Linked DNA regions of Mus musculus: region 2 is linked to region 1. A link is a contact called in public HiChIP or PLAC-seq data. All regions are on one chromosome and are shown on one strand. The core of a region is the stretch at or near the end of the contact, and the rest is flanking DNA. Distances in the headings are between cores, read along the strand shown. Region 1 overlaps Nr6a1 (nuclear receptor subfamily 6, group A, member 1). Region 2 holds the start of Nr6a1 (nuclear receptor subfamily 6, group A, member 1).

What was found. HiChIP or PLAC-seq counts read pairs in DNA pulled down with a chosen protein or histone mark.
Region 2: an H3K4me3 HiChIP or PLAC-seq map of embryonic stem cells shows a contact between it and region 1, with 23 read pairs. The contact joins the promoter of Nr6a1 here to the enhancer-like site in region 1. A contact is called at or near these places in 16 of 39 promoter capture datasets (the 3T3-L1 cell line, 3T3-L1-derived adipocytes, the C10 cell line and 11 more), 3 of 15 datasets of contacts at CTCF or cohesin (CD8 T cells and the NIH/3T3 cell line), 41 of 484 Hi-C or Micro-C datasets (the 3T3-L1 cell line, 3T3-L1-derived adipocytes, the AtT-20 cell line and 29 more), 8 of 115 datasets of contacts at active chromatin or transcription factors (the SCID.adh cell line, cardiomyocytes, differentiating embryonic stem cells and 5 more) and 3 of 9 other capture datasets (adipose tissue, liver and pancreatic islet).

What each region holds. Positions count from the first base shown.
Region 1 is chr2:38,789,891-38,792,522 of GRCm38.p6, forward strand. All of the region lies in intron 3 of Nr6a1 (nuclear receptor subfamily 6, group A, member 1), which reads right to left. Among named protein-coding and RNA genes, the nearest start is that of Nr6a1os, 25 kb to the right of the region's middle. Within about 2 kb of position 1,286, at least 12 of the 459 cell types and tissues checked have an H3K27ac peak or open chromatin away from gene starts, as enhancers often do. A contact at or near this core is called in embryonic stem cells and extraembryonic endoderm stem cells, where this site is marked.
Region 2 is chr2:38,925,145-38,927,776 of GRCm38.p6, forward strand. It overlaps Nr6a1 (nuclear receptor subfamily 6, group A, member 1), which reads right to left and starts at 1,317. Exons shown (of 11, transcript NM_010264.4): 1 at 974-1,317. The coding sequence starts at 1,073.

The DNA.
Region 1 (2,632 bases), core at 36-2,535:
ATGCTGAAAAATTCTCCTATCATCAATGGTTGGATGTGTTTGAGAAGATATCATCTTGAAAATTACTAAGTAAGGAAAAGAAGCCTTTAATCTGTCTTTTCATTACACTATGTGTGCTGGCTAGTTCTACGTTAACATGGCGTAAGCTATAGTTATTTTGGAAGAGGTACTCTCAATTGACAAAATGTCCCACTAAATTGGCCTGTAGGCAAGTCTGTGGTACATTTTCTTGATTGGTAATTAATGTGGAAGGCCCCAGCATACTGGTAGCCACTGGTGGGCTGGTTGTCCTGAGTGTATAAGAAAGCAGGCTGCATAGGCAATGAGAAAAAAACCAGTAAGCAGCGTTCCTCCACAGCCTTTGCATCAGCTCCTGTCCTGATTCGCTGAATAATAGACTATAAACTATAAGATTAAATTCCTTTTAATCTACAAACTTAAGATAATTCCTTTCTGTCCCAAGTTGCTTTGGGTCATAATATTTTATCACAACAACTGAAAAGTAACTATGGAACAAAGGACAACAAATGAAAAAAAATTGGAGTTAGAATATTACTATGGAACAGCCCTAGGTACTGATCATCAAGATATTATAAGAATATTGCAAGAATAGAGAACACAACAATTCAACATCCTCAGGGAGTATTCTCCTCAAAAGTTGAATCTGTGAAGATGATAATCTCTAACCTCCATCTACAAAATTATACAACTATAAGATTCAGAAAGACACATTCATCTACATCACAAAGATATACCAGCAGAACCCCTCCCAACACCCAGTTTTCACAGTGTGCTAGCAAATTCTGAGTGCACTACTCACTCTGCATGATAAAAAGGTGAAATGCCCCTCACCACTTTGTAGTTAGCAAGGTTAAAGAGATTATTTTAACTTTATCTGGGTGTTTCAAAAAAGACCATAACTAACCTTCCTCTTTGAACTAATATTAAGTTAGAGTGCTATTGTGAGAGACCATCTGGGACTATGCTCTTTCTAATCTATTAGTCTTCCTTAAATTCACTTTCTTTACAAATCAAAACCAAAACCAAAACCCCAAACTAGGATCCAGCCATCCTAGTTGGAAATACTATCCTGTCACTAAGATCCTTTTACACTCACAAATCTAGAAACTTTGTTTGTTCTTGAGTACAATGAGTCAGTTTTCCCACCAGAATCTTTGTCCCAAAGCCCACTGGAATGTTTGTTCACACATCTCTTAGAGGTAAGGAAGGGGACACCATCCTCCTTTCCCTTGTTCCAGAATTAGTGACAAAGAGTTCAACATTTAAAGCAAGTCAACATTGAGCAAGCCCTACTCTGTGACAAACAATAGGTTGGAAAGTCAAGATCCCCTCCTTGTAGAGATCAAGCCAGCAGGAGATACAAGGACACTTCTGAGATGAGGGGCAAAACACAATGTGTGCTCAGAGAAGAATGACCTGTCTCAGCTGGGGTGGGAGCAGATCCTCTCTGTGGTATTGGCATCTACATATATAGCTGAGTATTTAATGAATTAAAAACAAAGGCTGGGGCTGGAGAGATGGTTCAGTGGTTAAGAGAACTGACTGTTCTCTTCCAAAGGTCCTAAGTTCAATTCCCAGCAACCACGTGGTGGCTCACAACCACTTGTAAGGGGATGAGATGCCCTCTTCTGGTGTGTCTGAAGAGAACTACAATGTACTCACATACATACGATAAATAAATAAATCTTTAAAACAAACAAACAAACAAACAAAACAAAGGCTGGCCTGGCATGGTTGTGTACACCTTTAATCCAAACATTCAGGAGGCAGAGGCAGGTAGATCTCTAGAAGTTTGAGATCAGCCTGGTCTTCAAAGCAAATCCAGGATAGTCAGGGCTGTTACACAGAGAAACCAGTCTCAAAAACAAGCAGGGCAATGGTGGATTTCTGAGTTCGAGGCCAGCCTGGTCTACAAAGTGAGTTCCAGGACAGCCAGGGATATACAGAGAAACCCTGTCTCGAAAAACCAAACAACAACAACAACAACAAAACTAGATATCAAATAAAAGATATTGGGCTTCCATTGGTGACTTGAACACTACCTCCTCTGTGCCATCTCTCAGAGATAGACTCTTGGGAGCAAACCTTCTTTTGGAACCAAAGGTATTATCTATGCAATCCTTAAGACAACAGCAGTATGGCAAACAGTGAAAGGATGTGAGGAAAGACCAATGGCTTTCAGGAATTCTTTCCTTGAACTTGTCCAAGCATCTCTTCCTAATAATGCTCCTTAGGAAAAAAAAAAAAAAAAACCCAAGCATTACTGCAGGATTTGTCCTTCAGAAAAAAAAAAAATCTGGGTTACAGGAAAAGGAGTGCATACTGGATAGTATACAAAATAATCTCATAGATTATTCCCTTCTTTGAGTTTCTTAACTGAGTTAGTCAGTTGCAATTCTTATCAGTCTATGAATCTGCTTGGTCATGCCCTTAAAAATTACCTACTTACAATTCTTATGCTACTGGGAAGGTAAATCCTCCTATGTAATGGGTCACTGTCAAAACTAGTTTTCAGGATCACTGTCTAGCCTCCTCTATTAAAAGGTTATCACATAAGCTGGTACACTGAGAGATCATCTGTCGTACTGTTTCTTAAAACCAAGTCCATTTT
Region 2 (2,632 bases), core at 67-2,566, 140 kb after region 1:
TTGCGCGTTTATGGCGCAGAGAGGGGAGGAGGCAGGGATCTCTGAGAGCCTGCCCTTTATTCGGAAATGAGGAGATGTGAAAGGTGGAAGGCAGGGCAAATAAATAAATAAATCGGGTTTGCCGCGGGAGCGTTGGCCTGCCGCAACGAGCACCCTTTGTAATGCAGGCCTCCCGGGGCTATCGCCTGCGCTAATTGCTCCAGGGCGCTTTCCAAGTTCAAAAGTTCACCTTTTACGACCTCACAAAAGCTCCTTACACTTTACCAATAAAAACATTCCGCCGCAAACACCGAGGGGGGGGGATATCAAACAGAAACAAATAAAACATTGAGCCAGGGAGGGAGCGAGAGCCAGCCCGGAGGAACCTGAGGACTGGGCTGGGAACAAGGGGACGCAAGCGGCCGGGCCAGGTGAGGAATTCTCAGCACCCCGGAAGAGATAGGCTGGGCGGCGCGGGAAGCGTCCGGCAAACGCCGGGAAAAGGCAGGTGTCCCGGTGCCCCAGGATCCCGCTGGAGACCTGAGCCAGCAGAAAGTCGTCGCCTAGAAGAATGAGTCTGAGTAAAGGAAGGCCAGGGGACAGGAGTGAGCACCGAGGTCCGAGAAGGACCATTACCGGTCTGCCCAGAGGCGGAGGCTCACGGGCTGGGAGGAAGCTCGGGACAGTGGAGGAGGAAAACGCTCCAGGATAGGTGCAGGGCGCAAAGGTGTGGAGTCTGCGAGCTCCCTGGTGAAGGAAGAGAGGGTGCTCCGTGCACCAGGGCCTCCTGGGGGAGGAGAAAGGGTTGGCGCAGAGGGGACGGGGGGAGGGGAGGGTCCGAGCAGAGGGGACCGGGGACCCTGCCTGGAGAGTGCGAGCCCAGGGTGGAGTCCTCACTGAGGAGCTGCCCGGCATCCCGGAGCTAGAGTCAGCTTAGAGAAAGAGGGGGTCGCGGGCGTTGGCACCGCCCGGGCTCAGAAGGCCCCTTACCCACCGTTGCGCGGCGGCGGAGGGAGCGCGGCGGGCGGCTCCAGGAACCCCGCCGAGCCCCCGCCGCCTCCCCCTCCGCTAGGTGGCCGTTCGTCCCGCTCCATGCGGCGGTGCTCAGGGCCCTCTCGGGCTTCGCTGCTCCGCCATGACTTGCGCCTTCGTAGTCGTCGTCCTGGTCTTCCACGGGGGGAGGGGGCTGTCAGGGGCCGGCAGGCTCTCGGCCGCCGCACTCTCTGGGCCCCTGAGCCGCCCGGCTCCGCGCCCCTCCGCGCCGCGCCCCCTCAGCACTGGCCAGCTCCCTCCTCTGACGTCACGCGCCGCTGCCACGCACATGCCCGTGAGGAATTCTGGGAAATGTAGTCCTCCCAACGAGGCTGCCCACACGGGACTCTACCAAATAAAGGGGTGATGGAAAAAAAACAGGAAGACCTAAGTAGGGAGAACCCAAACCTATCACTATTACAAACTCTAATAAAATTTCTAATATATTAATATAATAAACGGCTATGTCAGAGTTTTCTCTCTATTGTAACTTATTCGTGATCATAGTGCTCTATGATTCCAACTATTTCCCCACACTAATAATGAGCCTTTCCAAGGAGGCGTATCCACCGGGAACCGGGTGAGCACGTGCAACCAAGCCCAGCCCTGTGGGGGAAGGCCCCAGGGGGCGGGGTGTGTAGGTACTCATGAGGGCTTTCCTCCCGGGCTGAGCGACAAATTGGACCAGAGATTAAAGGACCCGAGTTTAACCCGAGGTGACTGCGTTCGTATGCAAATAGAATCTATACAACTCTGCTTTCCGGAGAAGTGTTTAAAGCCCCTTTACCTCCGGGTGGGCGGGAAAGATTAAAGTTTCTCTTCCTCCTCTTTCATTCCCCGCACCCTGCCCATAGAACAGATGGACAAACTAAGATCACTTCCACTGATGCCACCAAAGAAAACTTGAGACCCCTGACTCCTTGTGTCTTAAAGAGTTCTGTTTTAAGAATGTCCCTTTCCCGGAGTGTTCCCCTTCCCACTCCTGTTCAGTATACCTGTCTCAAAAATGAGAGGTGTAATAAGAATCGGATCCAGTGATAAGAGACCAACTCTCACATACACGCTATCGCCTCAGTTTACAGAAGTTCCCACCAAATAAAATCCTGGATTTTCTCCCCTTCCTCCTCCAGGGCCCACCTCCCGCTGCCACCAGGTGGCGCGCGGCCATGGGGCTCTCAGGATTAGGGGTGGTGGTGATTTTCAGAAATGCCCCGCGCGCGTTCTCTCTCTCTCTCTCTCTCTCTCTCTCTCTCTCTCTCTCTCTCTCTCTCTCTCTCTCTCTCTCACACACACACACACACACACACACACTACACAACCCGCGCACACACACACACACACACACACACACACACTATACAACACACACACCTCCCTTAGGAAAAGACTTATTAAGTTTCAGTCTAGAACTTAAATGCTATCTAGCTTACTATAAATCAAAGAACTCTGGTGCTTTGCTGGGCTTTCCTCTAATGGGCCGTATCGAAGCGGTTTCATTCTGTCACTTCATTCTGCCCCATGTGCCCCTGGAATCCTCTGGCTCTTGTGAGTCATTCTTTACTTAATTGTTTAGAAGTCTTTACTTGGCTTATGAAATCTAACCTGTTCCGATTCCTGCCCA